7 separate regions of the Mus musculus genome follow, and all the other regions are linked to region 4. A link is a contact called in public ChIA-PET, HiCAR-type, HiChIP or PLAC-seq and promoter capture Hi-C data. All regions are on one chromosome and are shown on one strand. Each heading gives the region's core, a stretch centred on a gene start, on an enhancer-like site or on the middle of the called end of the contact. The rest is flanking DNA. Distances are from core to core; before and after follow the strand shown. Region 1 has its middle 23 kb from the start of Scimp. Region 2 overlaps Kif1c (kinesin family member 1C). Region 3 holds the start of Slc2a4 (solute carrier family 2 (facilitated glucose transporter), member 4). Region 4 holds the start of Pelp1 (proline, glutamic acid and leucine rich protein 1). Region 5 has its middle 7.4 kb from the start of Gm32946. Region 6 holds the start of Neurl4 (neuralized E3 ubiquitin protein ligase 4). Region 7 holds the start of Scimp (SLP adaptor and CSK interacting membrane protein).

Region 1 (3,230 bases), core at 26-2,525, 380 kb before region 4:
CACACCTTAAGGATGCCTGTCTCCCTTCTCTCAGGCCCCACCCACCCCTGAACCTCCTAGAAGCCATGACTTGTCTTTATAGCTGAGGGCTCTTGTGATGCGCAGACACTTTGAGTCTGTAAGGTGAGAAAGTGACGCTGCCCCACCCACTCACACCTCAACCCCCAGGATATTTATAGAATGTGGACCAAACCCATCAAAGAGTCAAGTTCTGACACAAGTTTATTTCCTGTGTTTTCAGACACCATTTCTAATGATCAACAGAGGACTCAAGTGGCCTTCTGACTTCTGCCCCCAGCTAGCTTTTCTTTGGCAGTGGGTATGTTGGCTGTGCCAGGAAGAGTAGATTGCCCCAGGAAGTGTCCAGCCAGCACCCTCCAGCAGGGTACTCAAGACGAGAGTTCAGAGCTTAATGCCCCTTCTGTAGCTTTCACTATCACATCTTTAGTGGTCATTCCTTACTTTTCCATCCTATCTTTCCTGGGGTGCTGTTGTTTCCTCTTTCCCTCTCAGCATTGCTGAGTGATGTTGCCAATACCACAGGGCTCAGCATCCCCTTTACCCTAGCAACTTCCCAACCACAGGCTCCAGTTCAACCCCTCTTTTCCAGTTCCAGGTTGCAGAGCCCGCAGGACACCTCCATCTGATTATCCCACGGGATCCTCAAATTCAACATATTCCATGGATAACTGATGACACATCCCCACCCCTGACTTCTCGTGCTAGATTACTTCCTCCCTTGCTAAGGGCAGAAGTTAGGTCCTTTCTTGCATCCTTTATTGCCAGTGTCCCCACCTCCTGTTGACTGTGCCTCAGTCAGATCAGCTCTGTCTCCATCACTCTGAGGTCAGTCAGCCCATGGCCAGCACTTCCCAAAGAGAACTTTAAGAACCTCTAACCAGTGTCCTGCCTCTGGTATTTCAGACTCCAAAACACTGATTGGCAGCTGGTGATTTTTGAAAGTGAGCAACCGAATACTTCTTCCCATTGCTAAAAGCTCATCTTTACCTATTAGCCTCAGACAGAGGCCAAACTCTTAAATATGGCTTACAAGATTTGTCAGGATTTTATTACTGGCTAACTTTTCACACACTACCTCCTCCTGGCAACCTCCATGTTCCCCAGTGTTTTTCCTCTACTTGTAAGTACCTTTGCTGTGGTCTCTCTTGTCCCTGCTATACGCAATATTCCTCCCCTCCTTTGCATCTTAGGCACTGTGCTTTCCTCACCGGCCCGATGTGGTGGTGGCCTTTGTAGGTGCTTCCCCTTCATAACTCTTATATCCGGAACGATCTGCTCATGTGACTTTCATTTCCAGTTGAACAAAGGCAACACCAGTGCAGAGACAGGCCTTCTCTTCTTCCTTGTTTTCCCTGTTCCTAGCATGCTGAGGATGGTCAGTAAGTATGCTCAATGATCGAATGAATGAATGGATGAATGAATGAATGAATTCCAGGCCCTAAACTTTCTGTTCTCCCTATACTGGGAGGCCCATGTGTTGATATGTGTTGTCCAGCTAGTGGTTCTATTTTGGGAGGGCCTAGAAACATTAAAAGGTGAGGTCTAACAGGAGGAAGTCGGTAGCCAGGGTGTGTCAAGGGCTGTGTCCTGCCCTGGGGGTTCTCTTGTCTGTTTCTCTCTTTCCTTCTGCTTCCTAGCTACCCTGTGCTGAAGAAACTTCTCCTATGCACTCAGACGGCCTCCGTGTTCTGCCTCACAACGGGCCCAGAAACACAAGCCAGGTAGCCATGAACTGAACTCACTGGAACCACAAGCTGAGATAGACCCTTTCTCAAGCTGTTCTCTCAAATGAGTCCGGGTTGCAGCCATGTGAATATGAGGCTCCTTAAGGGAGAGCTTCTATTTTCCCAGTGTCCATAATAAGCCCCCGCACACAGAAGGCACTTAATAAATATATTTTTGAATGCCAAACACACAGGGAAATATAACAACCAGTTTATTTGCCAGCAAAAAAGTAGAATAAAAGTTTTTGGACATTTATAAATTTGTTGTGAGTTGAGCTAGGCTCATGTACTAAGACTGTGCTTTCTACTGCCAATCTGTGTGACAACATTAACCATATCAAGACGTCATAGGACCTTAGTGTATATTCTAGTCACACAGCAGAGCCCAAGCCAAGTGACCAGCTACATAGTCACTGATTTAAAAGAGTCCAGAAATAAGAAGGTAGGGCCCATCCTGAGCTCACTCCCTGGATAACTATGGTAACCACAATAGTGCTGACATATCATTTTGAAACAGATCATGGATGGCTGCCTCAACAGTTTTGAAAACTCATGCCTCAAATCACAGAACCATAGTTTTCTCCTTTTTAAAAATTATATCTATTTTGTATGTATGGATGTTTTGCCTGCATGCATACCATATGTGTGCAGTGTCTTCAGAAGACAGCGTTAGGTCCCCTGGGACTGGAGCTACAGACAGCTGTGGACCTCCATGTGGCTGGTGGGGATTGAACTCGGAACCTCTGGAAGTCAGTGCTCATAACTGCTGAGTCATCTCTCCAGTACCTCCATGGTGCGCCCTTGGTAATAGTTGCAGTCTGGTCTTCTTTATGAAACAAACAAAATTAAGGGACTGGGGAGATGGCTCCATGGTTAAGAGTTCTTCCTATTCTTCTATAGCTCTTTGGCTTTGTAGGATATACTGGTCTTTCAGGCAGCTACTGGTGTCTGTACAATTCTGGAGTCTTGGGAAGGCCTCTCTCTCTACATGGCTGTGTTGGGCTGTACCTTAGACAGGACACTCTGATATCCATTCCCTGATGCAGCTCCTCTGCCTGGCCTTGAGGATATCTCTGGGGCATCATTGGAAACTGAGGTGGAAGGACTCTTGCCCACAGACACTACACTTCCCATTCATGGGGAATGACACTTTGCAGGCATCCGTGGTGTACCATTTGGTGGCCAGAGCTGTGCCTTGGACCACAGCTTAAACCTCTGCTTGGGTGGCTACAGAGCCCTGAATCATAATACAGGAAACAGAGCTCAGAAACCATTTAACCCCCCAGGGCTTAACCACTCTGGTCTGGGAAGGGTCCCAAGATCTTCAAGATTTCTTCTGTGTTGTATCCCCGTGTCCTAAGCAAGTAGCCGAGTGAACCTCCTATCAGCAGTCCCCTGGCTGGCTCTTCGATGTTTTCTGAACTTGCTTTTTCTTTCTTTACAATATGGATAGACTGAGAATGTTCCGGGCTTTTAAATTCTGCT
Region 2 (3,272 bases), core at 505-3,004, 320 kb before region 4:
TCCTGAGTGCTGGGATTAAAGGCGTGCATCACCACTCCCCAGATATTTTTATTACAGTAAAATTTTATTTTGAGCCGGGCAGTGGTGGTGAACACCTTTAATCGCACTCCAGATCGAAGCACTAGGGAGGCAGAGGCAGAGGCAGACGTGGGTTTGAGGCCAAAGCGGTCTTCAAAGTTAGTTCGAGGACAGCCAAGACTACACAAAAAAACCCTGTCTTGAAAAACAAGCAGAACAATGAAATCGTTTTACTTTGTGTGCATGAGGCTCCTGGGGTGAAAGTCATCAGGCTTGAGAGGTAAGTCCCTTTACCTGCTGAGCATTTCACTGGCCCCTGCCCTGCCCTTTTAAAGAGTTAATGTCACCAGCTACCTGGTACTGTTTTGCTTCAGAACTATGGGTATATTCTTACGATCCTGAGTGCCACCCTTTCTGACCAATCGCATCAGTATTATCACCTCACTCCTTCACACAGACTCTGGAAACCCGAGTCCATGGTGTCTTCTTCATATGCCCATAAAACTATAGGGAGCCCTACCCAAGGCAGGCTGGTTTTCAGTTTCCTACTTAAAGGAGCATGACTCACTAGCACGGATTTGGTACCCTAGGCACTCTGCTGCCTCATTAATACCTCTGGCTTGGGACAGTGGCTGCACAACTGTACAAGCTCAGGAGGCCGAGCCAGGACAGCTGCTGAAAACTGGGGCCAGGCTGGGTCAGCCTGGGCTGCACAGTGGGATTGTTTGAAAACAAATCAGAGATCCAAGGAGTGGTGGCTCATGCTTTAATCCCAGCACTCAGGAGGCAGAGGTGGGGGGAAGGAGAGGGGGAATTTCTGATTTCAAGATGAGTTCCAGGACAGCCAAGGGTACACAGAGAAATCCGGTCTTGAAAAACCAACATAGATTGATAGATAGATAGATAGACAGACAGACAGACAGACAGACAGATAGATAGATAAAATAAAGTCGGTCTAAGCATGGTGGTTCATACTTTAACCCAGAACTTGAGAGACAGATGTATGTGGACTTGTATGAGTTCAAGGCCAGCATGGTATACATAAAGAGTTCTAGGCCAGTACCAGGGGGATACATAGTGAGACTCTATCCCAATAATAATAATAATAATAATAATAATAATAATAATAATAATAATAATAATAATAAAGGGCAAAGCATCCAGGAGTAATGACACATGCCTTTAATCTCAGCTTCCTTCAGAAGACAAGAAAATTGGAGACTAGCTTGGTCTACATAGCAGATTCCAGGTCAGCTAGGGCTATACAGAGAGGCTCTGTCTCAAAAACAAACAAACAAACAAACAACATCAGCAAAGAATGCTAGACGTGGTAGTTAACCTCCATAATCCCTGAATTTGTGAGGCTGGGGTAGGAAAACCACAAGTTTGAAGCCAATCTGACTATATAAATGTCTCCTACCTAAAACAAAACAAAACCCCATTTAAAAAAAAAAAGAAAAGAAGAGAAAAGAATTTCAAACCAAACCTAGTGTATAAAGGGATGGGAAATATGGGGGACAAAAAGAAGCAGAAGATCCCTAAATGTATTCACGATACAAAAAGCTCAGGTGACACCCGAGTCTGTACAACTAACCAGAAGAAACCTCTGAAGAGGCAAAGGAAGAAAAGCAAACTGCATTGCCAGGGAAACCAAGGGAGACATTGTAGCAGTGCCAAAACTGAGAGGGCCAGAAAGCCGGAGAACTGCTCAGGCAACATCCCCTGATTTTAGAGCAGGCTCCTGAAATAGCGGCTCTCACTCACTCGTTCATAGCACAAAGCAGGAGAGACCAGAAGCTAGGGGCAGGCTTATGATACACTTGGAAGGATCCAAGGGACAGGGCAGTGTGGCCCCTGGAGAGAACAATACCCCTGTCCTGGAGGGCTGGATGAAGTCCAGGTTAGCCTGGGTTAGAACCCTAACTTCACCACCGAAGAACTACACACTTAGGCAACTCATTCCAATCAAACCTGTCTCCCCATCTGAAATGGGAGCAGGGTTAAGGATGAAACGGGATGCAGAGCACAGGCTGGCACGTGTACATGACACTCATGGGCAAATCTCTGAATAAAATCCCGTCTATTCGCATTGTTAAAGACAGAAGTGGAAGACTGAATTCAATTTTTTAAAGGCAGTACCTATTTACATGATACAGTCCTTAGAGAAAGGTCACCCAGTGGTAGCTGAGACTGGCATTCCCCGCCACCCCCCATCTGGACTCTCCTACGTTGCACCACACAGCTCACCCTGACTGCAGAGACCTTTGGACTCTATCATTTTCTTGCTTACACTTATTCTCCCCAACCACATCATAAACCCGCTCAAGTAAACACTGCTACCAAACTAGCCATTACACTCCAGGTCCCGAGTCACAGTCAACAGGCTTCTGGAAACCCAGCAATCAAAAGTGTCAAAATCAAGGTAGCCAGTAGCAGAGGGAAGAAGAAACCAACTGCAAACGGCACGCTAGCCCTGCTCAGAGCCCTGGGTCAGTTCGGAGGATCTGGGTCAATCTGTCTGCTTGCACAACTCTGACTGGCTTCAGGACCCTGCAGAGTAGCAGCCCAGTTTAAGTAACAAGATAAAAGCACAGTTACTCAGGGACTCAGCAAGCTCAGGGCTATGCTTGATACAGGTGAACCTGCAAGCTTCTCACGTGGCATCCCTAAGCGTGCTACTCAAACTAGAGTTAAAGACAAAGGCAGCGAATTTTCTGAATTTTTATTATTGATTTTTTTTTTTTAAACTCTAGGGTGAGCAGACAGTTCAGTGATTAAAGGTACATTCTCTTCTTGAAGAGAACCAGAGTTGGATACCAGCATCGCACCATGTAGATGAGACTGTTCTGTCCTCCACTGGCATGGTACTCATACACACAAACCCACACTCACATTCATCATCTAAGTTATTTTTAAAAGTTTTAACCATTTTGGGTTGTGGGAAGTGTGATCATTTAAAACCAGGTCTTGTGTAGTTTAGGTTGGTCTTGAACCTGTGTCAATTTTCTTGTCTCAGCATCCCAATGCTTCATTCAAAGAAGGGCAACACATACCTGCCTAGCTAGAAAGTGATTTTCTTTTTTGTTTTTTCGAGACAGGGTTTCTCTGTGTAGCCCTGGCTACACTGGAACTCACTCTGTAGATCAGGCTGGCCTCCAACTCAGAGATCTGCCTATTCCTGTGGGGATTCAAAATGTGCACCACAATGCCTGGCTTCGAAAGCAAGTCTTAAAATGCTGCTCAGGAGGTTGACT
Region 3 (2,961 bases), core at 411-2,910, 460 kb after region 4:
TTTAAAGATTTATTTATTTATTATATGTAAGTACACTGTAGCTGTCTTCAGACACTCCAGAAGAGGGAGTCAGATCTCGTTACGGATGGTTGTGAACCACCATGTGGTTGCTGGGATTTGAACTCTGGACCTTTGGAAGAGCAGTCAGATGCTCTTACCCACTGAGCCATCTCACCAGCCCCTAATTATTATTTTTTATGTGAATGGGCATTTTGCCTGCATATATGTCTGTGTACCACATGTGTACCTGGGGCCAGTGGAAGCCAGAAAAGGGTGTTGGAGCCCCTGGAACTGAAGTTACAGATGGTTGTAGCTTCCACATGTGTGCTGGGAATCAAACCTGATTCTGGAAGAGCAGTCAATGCTTTTATCTGCTGAGCCATCTTTCTTGCCCCTCCACCCTCCTCTTCAGGGAAGAGGAGAAGCAAGAAAAGCAGTCATGACAGGATAGTCCAGAATAAAGTGGTAGTGGTACGGATGAAGAAAACCAATGTGCAAGAGAAGTCAAAACACCAACATTGAGAAGACACCATGAAAGTGACTGGTTAGCTCCTTGGGAAAAGGAACTTGAAGGAGGTCCATACTTGTACGTGTTCGTCATATAAACGGTACCATTCTGGCGGCAGCTAGACTCAGGTCTGGCGTTCCATAGAGGGCTGGGTTGTAGGTTATTGAGCTCTCAGGGGAAGGGTTAATAGAAGAGAGCCACCCCAGAAGTTAGCTACCCTGGTGCAATCCACTAAGGTTCCTCGCTCTCCCTCTAGGTGGCGCCAGAAGCCTTGCACTTCTCTTGGGCCTTTTTCTGAATTGAGCTCTCTCTCCACATTCTTCGCCAGCTCTCTCCCTGGACGTGCTTAGGTCGTGCCCTCTCAGCTGTAGACCCAAAACAGTAGCTGACTCTGGAAAGCTTGTCGCCCACGCGGCCAGCACATGCCTGGAGGCTCAGGGACTTCAGGGAGGGTGGTGTGACTGGCGTGAGCACCTGTCCCTTGGGTCCCCTCCAAGAACCAGTGTAGAGACTATGTGGAGGGGATGGGCCAGTAGGCAGCGCGCCGCCCAGAGATGCGTGGAAAGAAAGGACGATCAGGCATGGTCTCCAGATACACTAGGAACGGAAGTTATTGGTCCCTTGGATCATCTCCTCGTGGGAAGCGTGTCGCGGACCCTTTAAGGCTCCATCTCCTTTGCCCTCCCCCGCCTGGGACAGGCTGGGACACCCGGGACCTGACATTTGGCGGAGCCTAACGTGGGAACTAAAAATAGCCACTCCGGGTTACTTCGGGGCATACACACATACACACACACACACACACACACACACGCGGGCTCTATGTCATCCTGCTGGAGTTACCCCGTACCCTGGCAAGTACATGTAGCCCATACCCTCCTCTTCGACCTTTCAGGGGGACCAGCTGCACTCAATTCTTTCAGAAATTTCGCAGTCCAAGATTTTGGATGGCGGGAAGAGCCTTTTGTTCCAAGGACCCTACTTTGAAAACTCAGAAGCAGGCGGGAACCTTAGGGGCGTGTCTCCCCAGCCAGCACTAGGGCTAGGGGTGGGGGCGTGGCCTTTTGGGGTGTGCGGGCTCCTGGCCAATGGGTGTTGTGAAGGGCGTGTCCTATGGCGGGGCGGGAGTGGGGAGGTGGCTTCAGCTCTCCGCATCTTTCCCCCTCAAGCGGGTCTCACTAGATCCCGGAGAGCCTTGGTGCTCTCCGGTTCCGTGGGTTGTGGCAGTGAGTCCCACCAGACCCGCCCTTTGCACACGGCTTCCGAACGCCGGGGTCTCGTGCCGGCCAGGCCCGGACCCTATACCCTATTCATTTTTTTCTTATTGCAGCGCCTGAGTCTTTTCTTCTTTTAAAACAAGATGCCGTCGGGTTTCCAGCAGATCGGCTCTGACGTAAGGTTCAGCATACCGGGGCGAATTGGGAAATCTGGTCCAGTTTTTCTTGGGCTGAGTTTGGGGTTGGGGTCAGCTAGGAGGCGGTTCTTGCGCAGGCGCAGGGGTTGGAGATGGGGGGCTGGCTATTTATATTCAGCCTAGACAACCCGTGACTGTCAAATTCCAATCCCGCCAAGAGACAGAGTGGGTCCGAGAGACTCTTTACGCGCCCAGGCTGAGAGACTGGATTCTCGGGAATCCAGAACTTGTCTCCTAGCCTACTGTGCACTGCATGGGGTGACACTCTGCCCACGACTCTATTTGGAATGGTAGATCCAGAGTCTCGCCTTCCCTTCCCGGAGCTGTTCAGATTTACGGTGTTTCTAGGACCCGAGCACTTCGGGGGCCCCACCCCCACTGCTGGCTGTCTTCCAGGAGGCTGAACTTTCTCTCGGCCTTGCGGTGGGTGGAGGGGCAGAGGGGAGTGTCAGCCCCCCCCCCCAGCTCAGGTTTCCTCTTGGAGACAGACTGTGCCGCCAGCAGTAGCCACCACTGCCACCGCCCCTCACACCACTCACTACCATCCCTCCTCTTCCCCTGGGCATGGCTCTCTCTCCCTGCTAAAATCCCCCCTCACATCCCCGAGTACTTGGTCCCAGTTTAGGAGCTGAGGGTTGGCTAGGCCTAGACCTAAAAGGCTACCCCAAAGCAATGACCCAGACGCCCTTTCTGGACTAGCCATTCTTGGGCCTGTTTACGGCCTACTGGAGCAAGCTGAGAGAACTTCCAGAAGGAAGAGACAAGGGCTAGAGGTGATGTTAAAACATTATTTATATTAGTTTATAAAACAGGCACTGTCTGGGATACTGTTATAGTTGATTTTGATTTTTCAAGTGTTTTCACAGACTGACAGGTAGCCGAGGGAGGCAATATCACCTGACAGAAGAGGAAATCCAGGTTCAGTTTAGAGTGGGGAAGTGACTTACCCAAGGTCACACAAGTCTTGAGTCTGTCTCAAGGTCACAGGGGAATTTTGAGGTCCAGATCCTCAAACTTTTGCCTGTGGTGTGGACACAGA
Region 4 (2,981 bases), core at 146-2,645:
GTTACCTTCAAGGGGAGGTTACCTTGACTTTAAAAGTGTGTGTATGTGTATGTGTGTGTGTGTGTGTGTGTGTGTGTGTGTGTGTGATAGAGATTGGAAGAAAAACTTTTCTAAGAATGGCAACAAGCCTGTCGGCAAAATTGGAAGTCTGTGCAAAGGCCTTGGAATTGATGTTGCTGGAGGATAGAAAGAAGGCTAGTTTAGTCCAAGACTAGGAGAAGAAACAAAACAAAACAAAACCTCAAACATCTCTCCACCCCTAAAACAAAACAACAAAAGACCAGAGGAAGAAAGAAGTGCTTGTACAGCCTGAGGTCAGGTGGTATAGATTCTAGTCTGTGTAGGGAAATATTCTTATCTTTTTTTGTTTGTTTTTTTGAGACAGGGTTTCTCTGTGTAGCCCTGGCTGTCCTGGAGCTCACTTTGTAGACCAGGCTGGCCTTGAACTCAGAAATCTGCCTGCGTCTGCCTCCCAATATGCTGGGATTAAAGGCGTGTGCCACCACCACCCAGTTAATATTCTTATCTCTAGAAGCTACAGAAGGACTCTAAACTGGGAAGGACAAGCTTTCTTGGCTCCAATCTGTAATGTCAGCATTTGAACTTGTGAGCCTGAGGCAGGAATATTGCCACATCATGTCTGAGGCCAGCCTGTTAAAAAGCAAAAACAACAAAACAAAGAACTGGCTTATATCAGAAAAGCCCAATTCGGCTTTTGTGTGGTGTACAGACTGCAGAGGGAGGAAATAAGGCAATGCTGAGGCCTTTGAAAGTGATAGGTTAGCCGGGCGTGGTGGCGCACGCCTTTAATCCCAGCACTAGGGAGGCAGAGGCAGGTGGATTTCTGAGTTGGAGGTCAGCCTGGTCTACAAAGTGATTTCCAGAACAGCCAGGGCCCTGTCTCAAAAAACAAAACAACTGTGTATAGTAATGTAAATACACAAATGACTGTGGGTGTGTCTTGGGGACAGAGTGACACCTCTGCTACTTTGTGGCATGTGCACTGTTTGAGCTTGTTTTTCCATTGTTGGAAAAGCAGTTTAGAACGTTCCAGATTTCAGACTTGGGGTTGGCTCCTTAGATAGGATTACTAAGCCCAGGGAGAAGGTGACCAGAAGCCACGCTGGACTGAGATCTTTCAGACTCCCGCGCCTTTCCTGCAGACCACGTGTCCGGCCTGCGCAGCAACGCCTCCGCCCCGCCCTACAGCGCTCAGCCCGGGTTAGCAGTTTGCAAGCCGCCCCAACGCTGGCGCTCGCCCACATTGCGCATGCCCCCTCCTGCCGCAGGGCGCCAGCCCTCATTCATCCAGCCCAGCAGGCCGCAGCCCCCTCCTCAAGACCCCTCCCCGAGCGGCGTGCGTCGCACTTATGTTTGCGTCATCACGCCACGCCATTGCTCGAGCCTGTGAAGATGGCGGCGGCCGTTCTTAGTGGGGCCTCTGCGGGCTCCCCAGCTGGGGCTCCTGGCGGGCCCGGGGGTCTCTCTGCGGTGGGATCCGGCCCGCGTCTGCGTCTGCTGCTGTTAGAGAGCATTTCCGGGTTGTTACAGCCGCGAACGGCGTCCCCCGTGGCCCCTGTGCATCCCCCAATCCAGTGGGCCCCGCATTTGCCCGGGCTCATGTGCTTATTGAGGCTGCATGGGACGGCAGGTGGGGCGCAGGTAAGTCTGTGGCTCCCGCGGTCACCGTGGAAAGGCTGGTGAGGCGGCTGGGCACCGTGGTCCCGCCTTCCTGAAGCTGACACTGGAGCTGTGAGCTCGAGGAGAGCCGAGAGTGGAGAATAGAGCCACTTAACCATTGAGGACGCGATCCACAGACTTCATTACCTGCGCGTTCCCCAGAGCAGTATTAGGCCCCTTTTCTGTTAGGTCATTGATAAGCACAAAGCAATGAAGGGGCTCGGTTCCATCCCAGGTCCCCTGACTAGTTCAGTCCTCAGCGAAACTTCTTTTGGCGGCGTTTTCCCAGGGTAATTGAACACAAACATTTACTAGCTCTCAGCCAAGGGCCTACCCCTTCCTACTCGGCGCTCCAATTCCAGTCATAGTGGCGATGAGCAAAATGCCATAACACGAAACTAAATCTGGTATGAGTTTCCTAAACCGGTGTAGAGAGAGTATTTAGAGATTTCTCCAAAAGACCTGGAGTTTAAGATGAACAGGGGTTAGGTAGTGAAAGAAAATTAGAAGGGGTAGTTGAAACGTTAGAGGAACACTCGTGTAGGACGGGTTGGAAAATGAGGGCAATGTTTGGGTTCGGGGTTTAGGTGGTTAAAGAGAGTGGGTAGAGTTGAGGCTGGTGAGGTAGGCGGTAGACAATATGTTGTCTACCTGGTTAGGAGCCTGTGCACAAAATATTCACATGCGTTCAGTTCCTACAAGCTAGAAACCCAAGTGCCATCCTCGATATGTGGTTTCTTACACACTTCCATAAGCAGTCTGTGAAGTTCTGCCTTTTTTTTTTTTTTTTTTTTTTTCTTATGGAGGCAAAGTCTCACTATGTGGCTCTGGCTGGTCTGGAACTATGTAGACCAGGCTGGCCTAGAACTCCCCGAGATCCAGCTGCCTGTGGCTGGGCATCCGCCATCTTGTTCAGCTGTATGTGTGTTTATGTTAGTGGTTATGGGCCAAGGGTAGCAACGGTGCACACATCAAAGTCATAGGAACGTTTAGGTCCTAAGGTTCCTGTGTCAAGACAAGGTCTCTTGCCAGTGGTGGACTGTCTAGCCCGAGTGTTTATGTTGATGCTCTTTGGTTTTACCTTGTGTTTCTCAGTAGGGGACGCTGCGATTATAGATGCTTATACTACTATGGCTGGCTTTCGGATGGGCTCTGGAAGGCAGGATTGGGTGGCTTATATTCATTGTACTCCTCAGACAGTTGGGAATACTACAGTTAAATCTGCCCTCCTAATGGTCTTTTGTTTGTTTTGTGTGTTTTAGAAATCTCTCTGATTTTTTTTCAGTGACCTGAGTTTTTGT
Region 5 (2,816 bases), core at 218-2,717, 340 kb after region 4:
TATTACCTTTGTTGGGCCTTACCGAAGCTCTGAAGGACCAAATGATGACATCCATTTTAAAGAAAAGAGGAAATTCACTTACTGAAGGTCTGTTGCCTATGGTTGTACACAAGCTGTTCCCTTAGCTGCAAAGGGAAGCACAGGTTCAACCATAGACGACACAGGTACCTGGTGTTTCATGTACACTGCATGAAACTTTTAAGTGTTGACATTCCCACAGTCCAGGCATCTGGTGCTTGGGGAACAGAGCTCCACAGGGAATGAGGGATAGATATCCATTCTTTTTTCCATTAAGCTTGAGACACTTCAGAGACTGCAGAGCAGCATGCCAGGATCAGCCGCGCGCATCCAACAGGTCCTGTTTACAGTAGAAAATGGAGCCACTGTCAACCTGATCTGATCGTCCAGATCTCTCTCTCCTGGGCATCTGGAGGCAGGTCTGACCTTTTTAAGCTATGTAAATCTCTACAGTCTTCCAAGAACTGGGGCAATGAGCTTCCTGCTTATCTGAGTTAATAATCACTAAAACTATTACCTTTGATATCAAAAAGAAATATAAACTCAATTGTACAATTGTACAGTTGTCCAAGCAGGAGAGTCCAATCCTGTGTGCAACAGGAAAACATATTTCACTTCCCCTCTCAGACGCTGTCATCAGAGCAGAGGGTAAGAAACGCTCCCATGTGGTCCCTGCCACGGTACAGCCTTGTTCAAGTCCATCTCTTCAAGGTTCAGTTTGCTCATCTATAAAATCCTAGCCATCTGGTCTACCCAGAAAGGTCACAGTAAGGGTTAAAGCAGTGTACATGAAACACCAGGAACCTGTGTCGTCTATGGTTGAACCTGTGCTTCCCTTTGCAGCTAAGGGAACAGCTTGTGTACAACCATAGGCAACAGACCTTCAGTAAGTGAATTTCCTCTTTTCTTTAAAATGGATGTCATCATTTGGTCCTTCAGAGCTTCGGTAAGGCCCAACAAAGGTAATAGCACAGGGTGTCTTCAGTGAGACTCATCAACATGTCTCTCCCATCTCAGCTCCTGTGTTTACATCACCATCATTTTTGAGAAGTTTAAAAAAATTATAAAATAAATATTTATTTATTCTTTTAGGGTTTTGCCTGCATATGTGTCTGTGCATCATATGCATGCCTGGTACCCTCAGAGTTCAGAAAAGGGCATCAGATGCCCTGGAGCTGAGTTACAGATGACTGTGAGCTGCCATGTGGGTGCTGGGAATTGAACTTGGGTCTCTGCAAGAGCAATAAGCGCTCTTAACTACTGAGCCCACTAGATTTTGTGTTTCTATATTCCTTATACTTTCCAAACCCAGATAGTGCTGTTAACAAAGAGTTCACTTGTTCCTGAAACAAATCTGTTTTTATTTCACCAGTGAGAGTATGACGCTCTGTTTTTCCAGGTCATTAAATGTTTGCAATAAAAATACAATTAGCCAGGGTGCTTGTTTGCTTAAGGATTTAGTGGCGCCCTTGAACAACACGCTTTATTGTTCAACTGGGAAACGACCTTTAGCTGAAGGACATTGAAATTTTATTATGTTTCTAAACAGTATCCAAGAAAAACTGCTCTCTGCTTCTTAGATCAAAGAGCTGAGTCTTAAAGAATCCGCCTTGGCTTTCAGGTGTGTGCCTGGTTTTCTTTTCCTTCCCAAGAATAGGAAAGGCAAGCCTGCCGTGAAGACAACTGGGGACAGAACGGTTCCCTTTGGCAATGAAGCCTTCCACTCAGGACACGGCAGATGGAGCTTGAAGATGAGAAGAAACACAAAACCCAATCAAAGTACGGCTGCCCTCTCCACTGCCCTAGAAAACCCTGCACAGAAGGAAAACACCGATAGCTTGTGCTTGGGGAAGGTGCCTGCTTGCATTCGGAACGATGGAATGCAGACTGCCCTGGCCGTGGGGGCTTAACCTGGAGGAATGGAGCCCCTCCAGGAGGAAGAACTTCCACCTCAGAACAACCTGGAAACTGCAGATGATCCTTAGTGAGAGTGGAACCAAGTTACTTTATCTAAGAATAATTTTTTTTTCCTGAGGCATAGTCTCACCGTGTAGCCCTGGTGGGCCTAGAACTGGCAATGTAGACCAGGCTAGACTCAAACTTACAGAGATCCTCCTGCCTCAGCCTCCTAGATGCTAGAATTAAAGGTTGTCTCACTACAACTGGCTTAAAATAGCACATTGTTTTAAAACAACTTTTAAAAAGTTGCTGCAAAGCAGTCAGTCCGTGGACTCATTGCCAACCCTCCCGCCACATGGGTGCTGATTTGGAGAGAAAGGACCATCCTTGTGCTAGGCCTCTTGGCCAACTCTACAGTCTTGCAAAGAGGAATCTAATTAATCTAATGAGGATTCTGGAACTGGAACTTGTTAGATCATCGGCCTGTCCCTTTAAGACTCTGGTCACTCTAAGAGGACAAGTCCCACCACCTGAAGAAATCAAGACACACCTCCCTGCAGCTTAAATATAATCCTAAGGGCTGGTGAGATGGCTCAGTGGGTAAGAGCACCCAACTGCTCTTCCGAAGGTCAGGAGTTCAAATCCCAGCAACCACATGGTGGCTCACAACCATCTGTAACGAGATCTGACTCCCTCTTCTGGAGTGTCTGAAGACAGCTACAGTGTACTTACATATAATAAATAAATAAATCTTTAAAAAAAAAAATCCTAAGCAGTACCTGGCTCCTCCACGCTCTTTGGTGTGTGAGCTAGCCCAGACTAAATCATGTGATGTAAAACTTCTCACTAGCACCTCCAAAACTATAAAAATCAGAGACACACACACCCCCACCTTGCTC
Region 6 (3,252 bases), core at 742-3,241, 510 kb after region 4:
GACCCTCTTCTCCCTACCGTCTCTTAGATCCCACCCTGTCCGCCTCAGTACCCACTCCCCTTCCCTGGCCTTCCCCGAAGCCCTCACCATTATGCGAATCAAGGCTGTTAGGAAACGTCTCCGGCCGTGCCTGCGCTGGGGACACCATGAAGGCTAGGGACCAGGTAGGATGGGAGGGGAATAGGGTTCAGCTCATGCTTCAGGGCCCAGTCAGGAGACCATCTCTTCTAACCCCTCTATTCCCCTGTAATGGCTCTGGGCTCAATGGTCCCTTCCCTCCCCCAGCTGACTTGTGACTGCTTTCGCCCCATTTCTTCAGCCAAAACTCATGTTTCCCCGAAGCTGTGTTCTCACCTTCATCCACAGAGGTCCCCTGTTCCAACAGGGCTGAATCTTCTGGAGGGGCCAAGGGCTCAAGGGGAGGTGTGGGGACAGGAGTGGGAGGGCTGAAGCCTGGCTCGGAGGGCAGCACAGTGATCTGGGTGCACTTGCCATAAAGGTCCACAACAGCCCAGACACGAGCAGGCAGGCCTGTGGCTGCCACACCACAATCCCGCCCGTTTACCCAGAGCCGGAGCTCCCCAGTGGCTGTGCGTTCCACACCCACACGGTCCCCTTCGACAAGCTGGTCCAGGTCCTGGCCATATTCCTCCAACACAGAGCGCCCGTCCCGCAGCACTGAGCAGCCTGACACTACCCAGGAGCCTCCCTTCAGCCCGGTGGCACTGCTCGGGAAGTCCAACACACTGGGATCCAGTGCTGTCACTCCAATCTCAATGGAGCCACTCCAGGAGTTGACCTATGAGAGGGTGGTGGACAGAGTTTCTGTATGAAATCCCATCACCAGAGGCCACATTCCAGAGCACCGTGTGCCTCTCACCCTGTCCTCTGAGGCCACTGACATAGACACACAAATAATTTTTGGAACTAGCCTCCATAACTACCAGGACCCACTGGCTCTCAGCATCTGTGTCTGCTGACACGTGTTTTAGCACATCACCCCCTCTACCCACTGAACAAGCTGGTTAAAGGCCCTGGTTTTAACCCGATCTCCTCTTACTTCCCAGTCTCTGTAGCTCCTCAGCCACTCCAATCCCATGCTTCTTAGGTCCACAATGCTCGCTCTCCTACATCACTCTCATTCCCAACCCCAATACTCTAGTAGGGCAAAGCTCCACCCAAATTCATTCTCTTCTCTTTCCAAATTCGTTTTGGAGTCAAGCAAGTCACATACACTCCCTTTTTCGCATGTCTCCTCATCTATCTTTCTGGTTTGGGACGTTTGTCAACAGTTTGCGCTTTTTATTATTTCTCTACTCTTCCATCTCGGGCACCTGTCAGTCTTCCATCCCTAAGAGATTGTGCTAGACGTGTTCACTAGCCATTCTAACCACCGGACCCTGGCTCCCTGTCCTGCGGGAAACGAATGCTCCTTCAGAATGAATGTGTCTGCTCCGTGTCCTTCTCCTTTCTCTTCCCCGGTGCACTACAGTGTGCCGGCTCGCTATCGGTACCTGGAGGCTCGGTTGGAGATGCAGACCTTCTGGCAGTCCTACCGCTTCTCCCTCCCGTCCCCTCCCACTCCCCTCCACACCTCGTTTCAGCTGCCCCGGCTTTGCACCTTGCGGTCGATGCGGACGGTGAAGACGCGTCCATCGCGCAAGGGTTCTCGGCTCAGCACCAGCCCGTGGTTAAACTCTTGGCCCGGCTGCTGCCGCCGCGCCGTGCGCCCGCAGGCCGACAGGCTGACCAAGCGCCCGGTGCGCGGGTGCAGCTCCCCGCCACCGCCGAGACCCCCGCCGGACCCCAGGCCTGGTCCGCTGCTGCCAGGGCCCCCACCCCCGCCGGGCCCCGGTCCTGGCCCGGGGCCCGCCCCAGAGCCCCCACTCCCACCCGACCCCGCCGCCATCGCCGCTGATACCGCGGCCGCGCGACAGCCGCGCTTGGCGGCACCGTGGCAACCGCGGCGGCCAGACGCCCTGGGGGAATACGGCCGGGGGGCTGGGGCCTGGTGTGCTTTACGGCACTGAAGCGTCCGCAGCTAAGGAACCGAGGTCTCTCACGAGGGGAACGGAAGGACGACGGGGTCGGGGGACTGCTTTACGGCCCAGCGGGACGACAGAGGCTACGAGAGCCGGGAAGATTTGGGCTGCTTTTGCGACAGTGGATGGCAGAATCGCCCGCCGCAGGCGTCTTTGCGACGAAGGCGTGCTGGCGCCCAGATACACTTTGCGACGTCGCCCGGCGCCTTGGACCCAACCCTTGTTAGGGAAAAGCGACATATTAGAGCATTCGCCTTAACGCAAGGGCTGGTGGCTTCCCCTAACACCGCACGCTTTAAGGCGATGGAAGTAAACGCTATCTTCGGGACAGAGAAAAAGTAGTTTTATAAATCCAAGTCTCAGCCCTTCACAGTGCCGAGGCCGGAAATGTCGCAATCCGATCACGCATCACACCTCTCCTTGACCCAGTCTCGCACCTCACCCCGCTCCGGCCCCACAGACTTTGCATCACACCTCTCCTACCCGCACACATTTCAAGGCCAACTTGAGCTCTGTGCCAATGAAACTCTTAAATCTTAAAAGTTACTAATAAAAATCCTAGCGGTGTCCCGTTGGGTAATCTCAAGGGACAGAGCGGACACCTCTGAGAGGTTACCTGAGAGCTATTAACAGAACCCAGCCCTACTCAGGCTCTCCCTGGTGTTGCGGGGCTGTGACATCACAAGGCTCCTCACCGCTGGCCAGGCCCCTTGACTGTGATTGGTTGATTCGGAGAAGGGCGGTGATGGAGAAGGGCGGGAACAAATTACAGAGACAAAGAAAGTCTTGGGGTGTAACAATAAGGGAAGGGTGTGCGGAGGAACTCCCAGGCTGAAGTCTGATAGTCGACCTTTCACCTGCCTCAGCGCCAGGGAGAAGAGGCAGAGGAGGTCCGGTCTGACCCGGAGCCCCCAGCGCCCACCGCCCGCCGCGATGGGGGCAGGGCCAACGGGCAGGGCTATGTGCAGCTAGAAGGGTAGGCAGTGGAATTGAAGTGGTTACCAAGTTGAGCTATGGAGAAGCCGGAGTCTCTCGCACCTGTTAGTGGCCTCAGTGCAGAATCCCCTGGGGGGGTTTCTAGGGCAGTACCTGGCAGTGCCAGAGGTATGCAAACAGACACCGGATTACCCCCCGGAGTAGCCTTGCTTCGCGGTCCTGGCTCCCTCTTGCATTCCGGGAACCCTGTAGTCCGCAGTCCTGGTCCAATTCA
Region 7 (3,075 bases), core at 285-2,784, 400 kb before region 4:
TGTAGCCCTGGCTGTCCTGGAACACACTCTATAGACCAGGCTGGCCTCAAACTCAGAAATCCTCCTGCCTCTGCCTCCCAAGTGCTGGGATTAAAGGCATGTGCCACCACTGCCCGGCTCTGGCTAACTTCTCAGAAGGTAATTTTAAATTTGCTATTTGAAAGGTAGGGCTTCTGTTTGTTTTGAGACAGGCTTTCACAACATAGCCGTACTGACACTGAACTAGCAGCAATCCTCCTGCTTCTGCCTCCCCAGTGCTGGGATCACAGGTATGCACCACCATGCCTAGCTTAGGACAATTTTTGAGCAATTAAGTTTCAGCTAAGTGAGTAGGGAAGAGCACCAGCTTTGCCTTTGGTGTGGACAGATCTGAGTTGAAGGTCACCATGAAAAACTGGTTCCATGGCAGAACCTCCACACGCTTCAGTATTCTAAGAAACAAAGGAAATAATCGAATTAAGTGAAGGTCTATTGAGACCAGGAAAGTGAAACCCTGGTAGAGTCCTAGCCCCCAGCAGTACTCAACAGTGGCTCCTAACAATACAATGCAGTTGGCCCAGAAGGCTTGGGAGAGAGAGCAGCCTTGTGCACTTTCCTCCCAATTCCAAGTTCCTGGATGCCATGTTGATATTTTGAAATTGACCATGGTAGGAATATTTACACCGTAAACACCAGTGAATGCTACCTGTGGGTATCTTCTGGGCAGGTGGGGGAATCTTCCCCAGTCACTTTAGTTGTCATCATTGTTCCTGAGTGCCAGCGCACCCCTCCCTTGGAGAGGCATCTCACACACATCCATGCTGCCATGAAGTGACGACTCACCACAAGCAGCTACTTCTACAAGGCAGTTTCTTTGTTTCCTCACCCCAAACTTCCATTTTTAGAGGCTATGAGCATCACTGGGAACTCTGTCTCACAGTGTGGTAGGAAATGATTCAATTCAATTAACACTGTCCACTGGCCGGGTGTCACAGCATGCACTTGTAATCTGGTACTTGGGAGGCAGAAGTAGGAATATCACAAGTTCAAGAACAGCCTAGGCTACCCTCTAGGTATCACCACCATGCTCTCTTAGACACTCTCTTAGAGTCTCCTTGACTCCTCTAAACAGAAGTTGGGCCAACAGGTCCAGGGGTTCAAGAGCCACACTTGCGGGATGATGCATCTGTCTTCCATTTCCCACCATGCATCTCTGGGTAGACCTAGGGCCCCCCTCTCTCTTCTTGAGTCCCACATGACCATGCCCAGGAAAGTTTAAGGGAGACTTCCCCTGGGGCAACCCCCTCACTCACTCACTCACTCACTCTGGAGCCTGATTCCTCTCAGGACCCCCTTCCACACCACGACCAGCCTTCATGGGCCTCTGCTGGAGCCACGAAGGGCAGTGGGAAGGTAGCTTTTAAAAACAGAAAAACAAAAAACAAAAAACAAAACTGGAGTAGTTAGCTTCACTAGAATGGGGACCAGAAAGAGGAAGTGTGGTCAGGCTAGTGCCTGCAGCCTCCAAGGGTGAGTGAGGGTATGTGGGCGATCAAGCCTCTCCCCAGTTGTGCTTGAGTAACACCCTCAGTCCACAGCTGTCTCCCCAGCTGCTTCCAGTGAACACCCCGGCAGTCTAGGTAAGTGCTTCAACTTGCTTTTCCCACCATAGTCATCTGTCCATGTTGCTGTTAGACGTGTGGCCAAATAGGCAACCCCACAGGCACAGGCTGAGGGGACTGTCGCTCGAGGCTGTAGTACACAGCCGGGTACAACTGGAGAAAGAGTGGCCTGGAAGAGTTCACTTGGCGTGGCTGCTGAGTGACGCTGGCCATCTCCTTACTCCTCCAGTGTGTGTGCCAGGCAAGGCAAGTTTACCTGGAAGGATGAAGTCACAGTTGGGAGTGAGTTGTGTGAAGTGTGAGGAATTATCGCTATCTGCATAGTGTCTGTAATATCTGGTATTTGATTGGTAGAGGACCCGCACTGTACTGTGTATTGTAAACGCTGGCTACCTCTCAGTGCTCTTGGATGAAAGAATCAGAACAGCACGCCTCTCGGTGCCTTTGGCACTCAGCCTCTGGTGTCTGGGATTTATAAGGCACTTGCCAACCTTCAGAAGCCTCGGGACTCAGAGGTGTTCAGCTGGCGTGAGACCTCGATGGAGCCTTCTGCTTTTGACCTCTGGAAATCAATGTTCTCAATTCTTTTTTTTTTTTTTTCTTATAGAAAATATTTTCCTTTCTCTGTTTGGGAATTTTTCCTGCATGTGTGTCTGCGTATCATATACATGCCTGGCGTCCTTGGAGGAGAGATGAGGCCATCAGATCCTTGAAACTGAACTTACAGATGGTTGTGAGCCACAACACCGTGCTGGGAACGGAACTTGGGACTCCTCTGAAAGAGCAGTCATTGTTCTTAACCACTGAGCCATGTCACTAGCTCTTCAGAAATCATTTTTTCAATCCCTGTATTATGCCATAGACCATGTGGGAGGATCAGCATCTCCAGAAGTGTGTCAGGATGGAGTTCCTCCCGCCTTCTCCCCTCTCCCCCTCCCCCTTCTCCCTTCTCCCTTCCTTCTCCTCCCTTCTCCCTACATCTATCTCTTCCTCCCCTTTTCCTCCCTTTCTCCCCTGTTCCTGTTTCCTTTTTTCCTAGCAAATAGATGTATTTCCTAACTGTAGGTAAACAAATCTGCTAGATAAGCAATAAGCTGTGGGGACTGAGCATGTATGGATAGAACTGAGTCCTATGATATAATAAATCAGACTCAGGATTAATGTGCGGCCGTCCCGGCTTGCTAAGCTGTCATGCTGAGACACACATGCAGCAAGCAGCAGGACAGTGTGGGCAACTGCCAGTCCAGTTATTGGCCCAAACACTGTGTTAACACATGCAGGCATCAGAGCTAGCCATAACAGAGTTAAATATCAGTGGAGACAGGCATTCATTATGCATAAGTACCCTCGCCTTGTTAGTTCTACAGGATTCGCATTCTGACCTGACATCTTTTTTTTCCCCAGCCAGGGTTTCTCTATGTAGTAGCCCTGACTGTTCTGGAATTTGATGTGTAGACCAGGCTGGCCTTGAACT

The links. Promoter capture Hi-C pulls out the DNA fragments that hold promoters and counts their contacts. ChIA-PET counts read pairs in DNA pulled down with a chosen protein or histone mark. HiCAR-type assays count read pairs that join an accessible place to other places. HiChIP or PLAC-seq counts read pairs in DNA pulled down with a chosen protein or histone mark.
Region 1: a contact with region 4 is called in an RNA polymerase II ChIA-PET map of memory CD8 T cells, with 25 read pairs. The contact joins the enhancer-like site here to the promoter of Pelp1 in region 4. A contact is called at or near these places in 7 of 39 promoter capture datasets (embryonic stem cells, hippocampal neurons, liver and 3 more) and 9 of 115 datasets of contacts at active chromatin or transcription factors (bone marrow-derived macrophages, craniofacial prominence, embryonic basal ganglia and 5 more).
Region 2: a contact with region 4 is called in an H3K4me3 HiChIP or PLAC-seq map of forebrain, with 3 times the contacts expected there. The contact joins the enhancer-like site here to the promoter of Pelp1 in region 4. A contact is called at or near these places in 10 of 39 promoter capture datasets (the 3T3-L1 cell line, the C10 cell line, cranial neural crest and 6 more), 4 of 484 Hi-C or Micro-C datasets (ECoMG-derived neutrophils, LSK cells, bone marrow-derived macrophages and 1 more) and 11 of 115 datasets of contacts at active chromatin or transcription factors (bone marrow-derived macrophages, embryonic basal ganglia, embryonic forebrain and 7 more).
Region 3: a promoter capture Hi-C map of liver shows a contact between it and region 4, with 2.1 times the contacts expected there. The contact joins the promoter of Slc2a4 here to the promoter of Pelp1 in region 4. A contact is called at or near these places in 3 of 39 promoter capture datasets (hippocampal neurons and liver) and 1 of 115 datasets of contacts at active chromatin or transcription factors (bone marrow-derived macrophages).
Region 5: an H3K4me3 HiChIP or PLAC-seq map of embryonic limb bud shows a contact between it and region 4, with 2.8 times the contacts expected there. The contact joins the enhancer-like site here to the promoter of Pelp1 in region 4. A contact is called at or near these places in 2 of 39 promoter capture datasets (the 3T3-L1 cell line and hippocampal neurons), 3 of 484 Hi-C or Micro-C datasets (the N1E-115 cell line, embryonic fibroblasts and embryonic limb bud) and 2 of 115 datasets of contacts at active chromatin or transcription factors (bone marrow-derived macrophages and embryonic limb bud).
Region 6: a promoter capture Hi-C map of liver shows a contact between it and region 4, with 5 times the contacts expected there. The contact joins the promoter of Neurl4 here to the promoter of Pelp1 in region 4. A contact is called at or near these places in 4 of 39 promoter capture datasets (embryonic stem cells, hippocampal neurons and liver).
Region 7: a HiCAR-type map of astrocytes shows a contact between it and region 4, with 4 times the contacts expected there. The contact joins the promoter of Scimp here to the promoter of Pelp1 in region 4. A contact is called at or near these places in 8 of 39 promoter capture datasets (cranial neural crest, embryonic stem cells, hippocampal neurons and 4 more), 1 of 15 datasets of contacts at CTCF or cohesin (large pre-B cells), 3 of 484 Hi-C or Micro-C datasets (embryonic stem cells, large pre-B cells and pre-B cells), 6 of 115 datasets of contacts at active chromatin or transcription factors (astrocytes, bone marrow-derived macrophages, craniofacial prominence and 3 more) and 2 of 9 other capture datasets (adipose tissue and liver).

What each region holds. Positions count from the first base shown.
Region 1 is chr11:70,787,531-70,790,760 of GRCm38.p6, reverse strand. No RefSeq gene overlaps it. Among named protein-coding and RNA genes, the nearest start is that of Scimp, 23 kb to the left of the region's middle. Within about 2 kb of position 1,275, at least 82 of the 459 cell types and tissues checked have an H3K27ac peak or open chromatin away from gene starts, as enhancers often do. A contact at or near this core is called in bone marrow-derived macrophages, memory CD8 T cells, pre-B cells and 1 more, where this site is marked.
Region 2 is chr11:70,729,878-70,733,149 of GRCm38.p6, reverse strand. Kif1c (kinesin family member 1C) reads right to left here. Exons shown (of 23, transcript NM_153103.2): 23 at 1,180-3,272. Among named protein-coding and RNA genes, the nearest start is that of Gm12320, 24 kb to the left of the region's middle. Within about 2 kb of position 1,754, at least 58 of the 459 cell types and tissues checked have an H3K27ac peak or open chromatin away from gene starts, as enhancers often do. A contact at or near this core is called in forebrain, where this site is marked.
Region 3 is chr11:69,946,889-69,949,849 of GRCm38.p6, reverse strand. Slc2a4 (solute carrier family 2 (facilitated glucose transporter), member 4) reads left to right here and starts at 1,660. Exons shown (of 11, transcript NM_009204.2): 1 at 1,660-1,901. The coding sequence starts at 1,869.
Region 4 is chr11:70,408,445-70,411,425 of GRCm38.p6, reverse strand. It overlaps Pelp1 (proline, glutamic acid and leucine rich protein 1), which reads left to right and starts at 1,395. Exons shown (of 17, transcript NM_029231.4): 1 at 1,395-1,662. The coding sequence starts at 1,414.
Region 5 is chr11:70,068,867-70,071,682 of GRCm38.p6, reverse strand. No RefSeq gene overlaps it. Among named protein-coding and RNA genes, the nearest start is that of Gm32946, 7.4 kb to the left of the region's middle. Within about 2 kb of position 1,467, at least 28 of the 459 cell types and tissues checked have an H3K27ac peak or open chromatin away from gene starts, as enhancers often do. A contact at or near this core is called in embryonic limb bud, where this site is marked.
Region 6 is chr11:69,900,555-69,903,806 of GRCm38.p6, reverse strand. Neurl4 (neuralized E3 ubiquitin protein ligase 4) reads right to left here and starts at 1,991. Exons shown (of 29, transcript NM_001013414.3): 1 at 1,622-1,991; 2 at 355-799; 3 at 88-153. The coding sequence starts at 1,909. 2810408A11Rik (RIKEN cDNA 2810408A11 gene) reads left to right here and starts at 2,893. Exons shown (of 9, transcript NM_001382461.1): 1 at 2,893-3,252. The coding sequence starts at 3,056.
Region 7 is chr11:70,811,020-70,814,094 of GRCm38.p6, reverse strand. Scimp (SLP adaptor and CSK interacting membrane protein) reads left to right here and starts at 1,534. Exons shown (of 5, transcript NM_001045526.2): 1 at 1,534-1,619.